2 separate regions of the Mus musculus genome follow, and region 1 is linked to region 2. The links are chromatin contacts, called in public Hi-C maps. All regions are on one chromosome and are shown on one strand. Each heading gives the region's core, a stretch centred on a gene start, on an enhancer-like site or on the middle of the called end of the contact. The rest is flanking DNA. Distances are from core to core; before and after follow the strand shown. Region 1 has its middle 81 kb from the start of Gm35850. Region 2 has its middle 100 kb from the start of Tox3.

Region 1 (2,986 bases), core at 398-2,897, 410 kb before region 2:
CCCCTACCCCCCCCCCCCGCAAGACTATTGTCTCTAGGGAAACGTGAGAAAGAAAACAACCGTTATTAACTTACTCATGACTGTACAGTTAAAATGTTTATTGATCTGATAAAACAAAAATGGTTTTATTGAGAAGAGTGTGTGTGAATAAGAGTATTCATGAAGCTAAGGGATGGAAGAGAAGTTTAGTTATCACCGGAAGTGGAGGAGGGCAACAATGCGGTATAAAAGGCAAGACTGGGAACTTCATAACACGTATGCTGTTCATGGTTACTGGGGTGATGGACATGGGGGCAAAGGGTGACAGGTGCTGAGTGTCATGTAATCTTCTATGACTCCTTGACTCTTTAAATATATGCCTTTATATATTTGATAATCATAAAATTAAAGATAGCTTTGTAGAGTATCTGTTGTGTCATGAGGACCTCACAATAAGTTTTTATCATTATTTTTCTTATTCCTAGTGTGCTGAAATGGGCCAGGTGTGAAAGGGAGAATTTTCTTTAAACTTTTGAATTTAAATACTTTAAAATTTTTCTTTAAAAACCATCATCATCACCACCACCACCACCATCATCATCATCGTGATGGACATCCAGGTGCTACAGCCTGAGTATGGAGGTCAGGAGGAAACAACGTTCAAGAGTTGCTTTCCTCTCCATCCTCTATGGGATCCTGCCATCAAATTTAGGTTGTCAGGCTTTAGTGGTATCTTACGGGCCCAGGAGAACGTTTCTGGATGTAAAACAACTCAAGCTGTTAGCTCAAACCCATTTTCTGTATGATGATCTGACTGTTGAACTTCAGTGCAGAGGTGGAGGCCTATGCCCTCTTTAGAATTTAGGAGGATGAAGCCAAGTCTTCTACAACAGATGTCCTCAGTGTGTTTGGGATGCCACACTTCATTTCTTATGACTCTGTTTACCCTTCATACCACTGTGTCAGAACAGCCCAAGAGCGGAGTCATGTGAGAAATCTGACTGCTAGTGAGAAAACTCCAGCAAAACAAGACGAGAGTCTTGTGACCTCGGTTTCTTCAAAACACAAAATTGTTCTTGAAATGTGTTTTTGTGCTCTTCCCAGGTGCAGTGGATAGGAGTGAAGTTACCTCATGTGCTGTCACTCATGTTCCTCAGGGGAAAACATGCTTTTGCCATGTGAGGCATTGTCCTTGTGATTGGACACTTCACTCAGGTGACTCTTCTTAACCCTCAGCATATAAATTGTCCGATGCTCTGAATAAAGTTGAATAGTTGAATCTTGGATGCGACTTTATTTTGCTTCATTTTTAGGTCCTGCTCTCCCAGGTTCATGACACCAGCTAGGTGGGTAAACGGCATTGATGCTGTGGTTATCTTCACTGGGAGGTTGGGGAAGGGTCTTGGAAGGGTTAACATTGTTCCCCATCACACAGTAAGGGAGAAGTAAGACTGGGAGTGGAGCCCAGCTTTGAAAGCCTAAGGCCATGCTAGCTCCTCTGCTCCTCCCTCCTCCTCTCCACCCCCAGCAGCAGAGAGTTCACAGGCACAATCCGGAATGACAGCCTCACAATGGAATCATGCAGAAAGTCCGGATGTGTGGAGGACTGGCAGGGTCCAGCTACATCTGTGTGTTCCTGCCAGTGAACAGACCCTTGGGCTGGTGCCCTGGTTACAGACCAGGGGGCTGTCCTTTTGTTCTTGGGTCTGCAGAGCCTCTACTCTCAACAGTTTAGCACCATAGAGCCAACACACTATTGTTTAATCTCACGGATCTCTCCTGACAGGACAATTTGTTCTCTCTTCACCCTGGAGAGATGGGTGAAGGCTAAATGTAAACAGAATCTTCGTCCTACTCAAAACAAAGTCAGAGCTTTGACTTTGAGCTAAAGATGTCACAGGCCACGGAAGGAAGTAAGACTCTGAAAACCACTGAGATTTCTGCCTTACCTTTGTACAGCTGGCCATACTTTTTTCTTTTTTTTTTTAACTTCACTTCTGTCCAGGTGATTTGGAGCCTACAATGACTGGGAGATTTAGGGGTCCCTGGTGCTACACAAATCTAGATGTCTATTGCATTTATGTTTTGTGTATATTGTATGTTGTTACTGTTTATTTGTCTGAGATAAGAGTCCTGCTACGCAGTCCAAGTTGGGCCCCAGACTCACAATCCTCCTGCCTCAGCATCCTTTCCAGCTTCCTTCTGAGCTTCTATGCGTGTAGCACTCTACCTGCATTTTAAAGGCATATTATAGAAATCGTGGCATGTGCACCAGTCAGGATAAACTTGGAAAGGAGATGGTACCTTGATAAAGGTTGTCAGTGTGCATTTTTGCTGTCTGAACTTGTTTTGTTTTAACCAAGGTGGGTGTAGCAGGAAGGGAACTCTGGGAGAATGGTGAAGTACTTCAAGCCAGCAACAGTGAGGAGCTCTAACCACCATATGCTTAAAGGGCACCAGACCTTCAAGAGAAAGTTATATAGAACAGCTGTCTGGAGTTGCTGAGATTATGGGCAGTGGTGGTGGCAGGGGAAAGGGGAGACAGTACCTTCCAAATGTACTGGAAGGATGGAGCCTGGGAATAAACATTTTCCTATACCTCCTCCTCCATCACCAGCCAGTGCCTCCCCTTGGGTAAACCTGACTAGAGGGCAGAAGGCCAAGGGATACATAATAAAGTCCTATAGGTTGGCTCCCCTGGACAAGGAAGAGGGTGGAGACAGATGGAGGGTAGGTTTGGTGAAGCCAGAAAGAGACACTTAAATTCGGGTTCACCTGTGGCTCCAACTTGTCTGTTCTGGTGTAGGCCCTCTGTCCTGCTTCCTTTGTATGCCTTTGTCACCTTTAGATCCAGTCCTGCAAACGGTGCCAGCTCTTCTCAAGGATATGAGCACTCTCAGCGAGTATATTTTTATTGTGAAGACATCTGCACCTTCTTGCCAGCCAAAAACAACATATGGAAGCGTTTCCCACATTTTCACCAGGGGGCACTCACTCCTTTCCCATG
Region 2 (3,355 bases), core at 12-2,511:
TGCTCCCCAAAGAAGTGATCTGCCTGCAGCAGACCCATCAGGAGCGCAGCCAGCGCTCAAAGGGTCTTTGTGAATAGAAACCAGCGTTACATAGCAATAAGAACCATTTGATATTCTGTTGTGGGACCTTTAGACAAATGTCTTCAACATTAATTGCTAAACTACATGTGACAGTAATTGTGTCTTAGTTCTGTAATTGTCATTTTGAAAACCCATGAAGTATTGCTGGGGAAAAAATGTCACTAGTGATGAGACTTAATTGCAAGTGAAGTCTGTTTGCAACTGTTTGCAGTTCCAGGCTGGTGCTGCTATAGCCATTACAGGAGGGCTTTTTCTTTTTTTTTTTTTAATCTTAAATTTTTATCACATTTTATCAAATTATATAAAGCTACTTCTGGTCAATTCCAGGGGAAGAATAAGATAATTTCTACAATTAGAAAAATTAATCACCAGGCAAAGCTGTACATTTAAAACAATAAAGGATTTGAATTCTGTAATGAGTACCCCACTCTTGTTACCAAGTTGTTTTAATCAAGATTCACCATTTATATGAGTGATTGGTTTCTATCTCTGAATTGAAGTAAGGTTTTCGGTACTCATTCTCTAGGAGATCAGAAATAAGTCTGGGCAAAGAAAGCTTGTGAGAGAAACCTAGTACCTGATTGAGTAGAGCCTTAAATTGTCCCACAGACATTGAGACACTTTCTCTCCCCACACCCATCTCCATCGCACACACCTAGTCTCTCCCCTGCTGTGGGGACATTATTTTATTATTCCAGCTAACCGAGTTCCCTTTCTGTGTTCACCTGTATAGCCGTCTGATGAAAGAGCATAAGGACTTTTTCATTTTCAGCTGACACGGGGTCATTAGTTCCTGACTCAAAGAACAGAAACTTAAATGCCTTCATGAGCATAATTTCTGCAATATATTACCACCTGACAGTGGTCTGAAGGCTTTCAAGACAGATGGATTAATATCTCAAGTTTAAGTAGGAGTCCTCCGCTGTCCACTCAGCGGGCTCCAGACGTCTGAATGGTCTCTTCCCCGCTCTCACTTCACAGAGCATTTTCAGCTCTGGACTTCAATCTAACCTTTCCTCCCCCTCACCCACCCTCTTTGTTTGGCTTTTGTTTTGCAACAGCTGTTATTATCGTTTTTTGGTCAGCTGTGATTGCTGGAGGCAAAATAGGACCAGATGGTGTTTTGCTATGCATGAATGGAGCATTAGAGGAGCCGGGGACTGAATAGGCCAAGTTTGAATGGTGTCTATGCACCACCTGCCTGCCTTAGCTGTGGCGTACACATCACAGTAGCATGATCCGGCTCAGCCCTAGTGGAAACGGATGGGAAAGTAGAGAGCTAGGGTGGATTTTTTCCCCATATTTATTGATCTTCCATGCACTAACAGAATAATGGACTGTACAGTCCATTTGAGTTAATTGTGTATGACACAGCATGGATGTGTAACCCATCACTCTGGAATTCTTGTTCACTTTAAGGATTTCATTACTACACACACACACACATACACACACATAGGGAGAATGAAAACATGAAAGTTAATGGGTAAGTAGGCTCAAGTTTAAAAGAATATTATTCTAAAATAATAGACATAAGAATCTGAGGTTGCGGGAGTTACTAGAATATAGCTGAAAAGTGACTTCTTGTCACCGGTAATATGTAGTGAACAAACCTACACTTCTGAGACAGAAGAATAGGTTGTCCCTCAAAGGCTACTACAGAAGTACTACTCAACCAGATTTGAATTTTCTTAGAAAATAGTCATAACCCCGTAAGTTTTTCTCTATATCCTTCAAACTTACCCTCAAGAATACACATGTCCCCTGAATGCTAAAGCTGGTGGCCGAGTTTCATCTGTGTAGACTGCAAGAGCCTACAGGTGTTTGCGTGTGTATGTTATTGAGGAAGCGCTAAGCCACCTGGGAGATGTGGAATCAGATATGCAGGCAGACAGCTCCCTTTGCCTTAGGCCCTAATTACTTAAATTTACTTCTGCAGCATGCAGAACCCTGTGATGGGTCCCAAAGGAAAGGCAGCGATAAATAGCACCTTCTGCTTACTTGGTAGATGTTTGAAATTTTTCCTAATAAAGATTTTTAAAAAATCATAACAGGCCATCCTTCACTGGGGTTTCATTTTTTTCCCCTTGGGGACGGGAAGGTACCACCACCCAGGATGACGAGGTGTGCCAACAGGAGACATAAAACAAATGTGTGCGATTTCCTTTTTATCTGAGCAAATGAAAATTGTCATTAGGAAAGGGAGAGATTGCAATTGGCTAGGGGTAATAGAGAAAGCTGCCTGGAATTACAAATGTCTAGGAGCTGCCTTAGGGATTAGGAGAAGCCAAGATGGAAGCCAAGATGGAAGCCAAGATGGAAGTCTTGACCTAGAAGAGGAGATATCTCCAGCCCAAGGGAGGGCTGGAGAGAAGACTCAGGTTGGCAATATGGGCACTGGGTGGTACCAGTAGAGGAGCTAACAGATGTGGGCATGCATTGTTCACACAGAGGTGAGCAGGAGCAAGGCCAGGAAAGGGAGTTTGTAGATGATCTGCTGAGGAGTTGTTTAACTTGAGTCCTGAAGGTGTTCATGTGAGAAAGGCAGGGCTGAGTACAAAAAGGGCATGACCCCGTTGACATGTAAACCTGAAAGGAAAAAAAATCCCCATTTGAGAATGTTCTCCAATATTTGGGCTTCCACATTGTTCCATGTTCCCACCATTGAAAGAAGCCAAATCAAGGCCTTTTTCTTTTACTTGGTGGTCACAGTAGACTAACCTTATCCTCATGTTAGCATCAAGAGAGATCATTTTTCAAGTCTGCTGTAAAAATAAAAATAAAATAAAATAATAAAGGCTATTTTCACTGCTGGTAAAATGTTCCTCTCAGAGCTTGAACTCCAACAGGACAGAGGATGAAAAGAAGCCTTGGCTTTGTTGCTGAGTCAAACCTCAGGCAGCACCAGGGGTTTGCAGGGGGTGTTGGTTATAGTCTCAATTTAATTTCAAAGAAGAACCTTTACAGACAGGCTGGCGTGTGGACCCACACCTCACAGCAAAGGAATGATGATGCTCTTTTGTGAAATGCCTCATTATCCCTAGCACTTGTATAGCATGCTGTACTTTGCAAAGCAGTTTACCATGAATGACTTCTTCCATATCTCAGCCGGGAGTTGGGGGTGGGAGGGGGGTGGGGGGAGGTTAGAGTTAACACGTAACAGATGAAGAAACTGAGGCACGGAAAGGAACTGAGGCTTCTTCCCCTAATTATTCCCAAGAGGCAGAGGCACAAAGTGACAGTGGAAATTCACTCTAGTGTCCTGTTAATTCTA

Evidence for each region. A called contact is a pair of places that touch in the nucleus more often than the background predicts.
Region 1: a contact with region 2 is called in a Hi-C map of stem cell-derived neural stem cells, with 2.9 times the contacts expected there. The contact joins two enhancer-like sites. A contact is called at or near these places in 9 of 484 Hi-C or Micro-C datasets (cerebellar granule neurons, cerebellum, cerebral cortex and 6 more), 7 of 115 datasets of contacts at active chromatin or transcription factors (PVALB interneurons, astrocytes, differentiating embryonic stem cells and 4 more) and 2 of 9 other capture datasets (embryonic stem cells and embryonic tail).

The regions. Positions count from the first base shown.
Region 1 is chr8:90,657,867-90,660,852 of GRCm38.p6, reverse strand. No RefSeq gene overlaps it. Among named protein-coding and RNA genes, the nearest start is that of Gm35850, 81 kb to the left of the region's middle. Within about 2 kb of position 1,647, at least 15 of the 459 cell types and tissues checked have an H3K27ac peak or open chromatin away from gene starts, as enhancers often do. A contact at or near this core is called in cerebellum, neural stem cells and stem cell-derived neural stem cells, where this site is marked.
Region 2 is chr8:90,242,772-90,246,126 of GRCm38.p6, reverse strand. No RefSeq gene overlaps it. Among named protein-coding and RNA genes, the nearest start is that of Tox3, 100 kb to the left of the region's middle. Within about 2 kb of position 1,261, at least 51 of the 459 cell types and tissues checked have an H3K27ac peak or open chromatin away from gene starts, as enhancers often do. A contact at or near this core is called in cerebellum, neural stem cells and stem cell-derived neural stem cells, where this site is marked.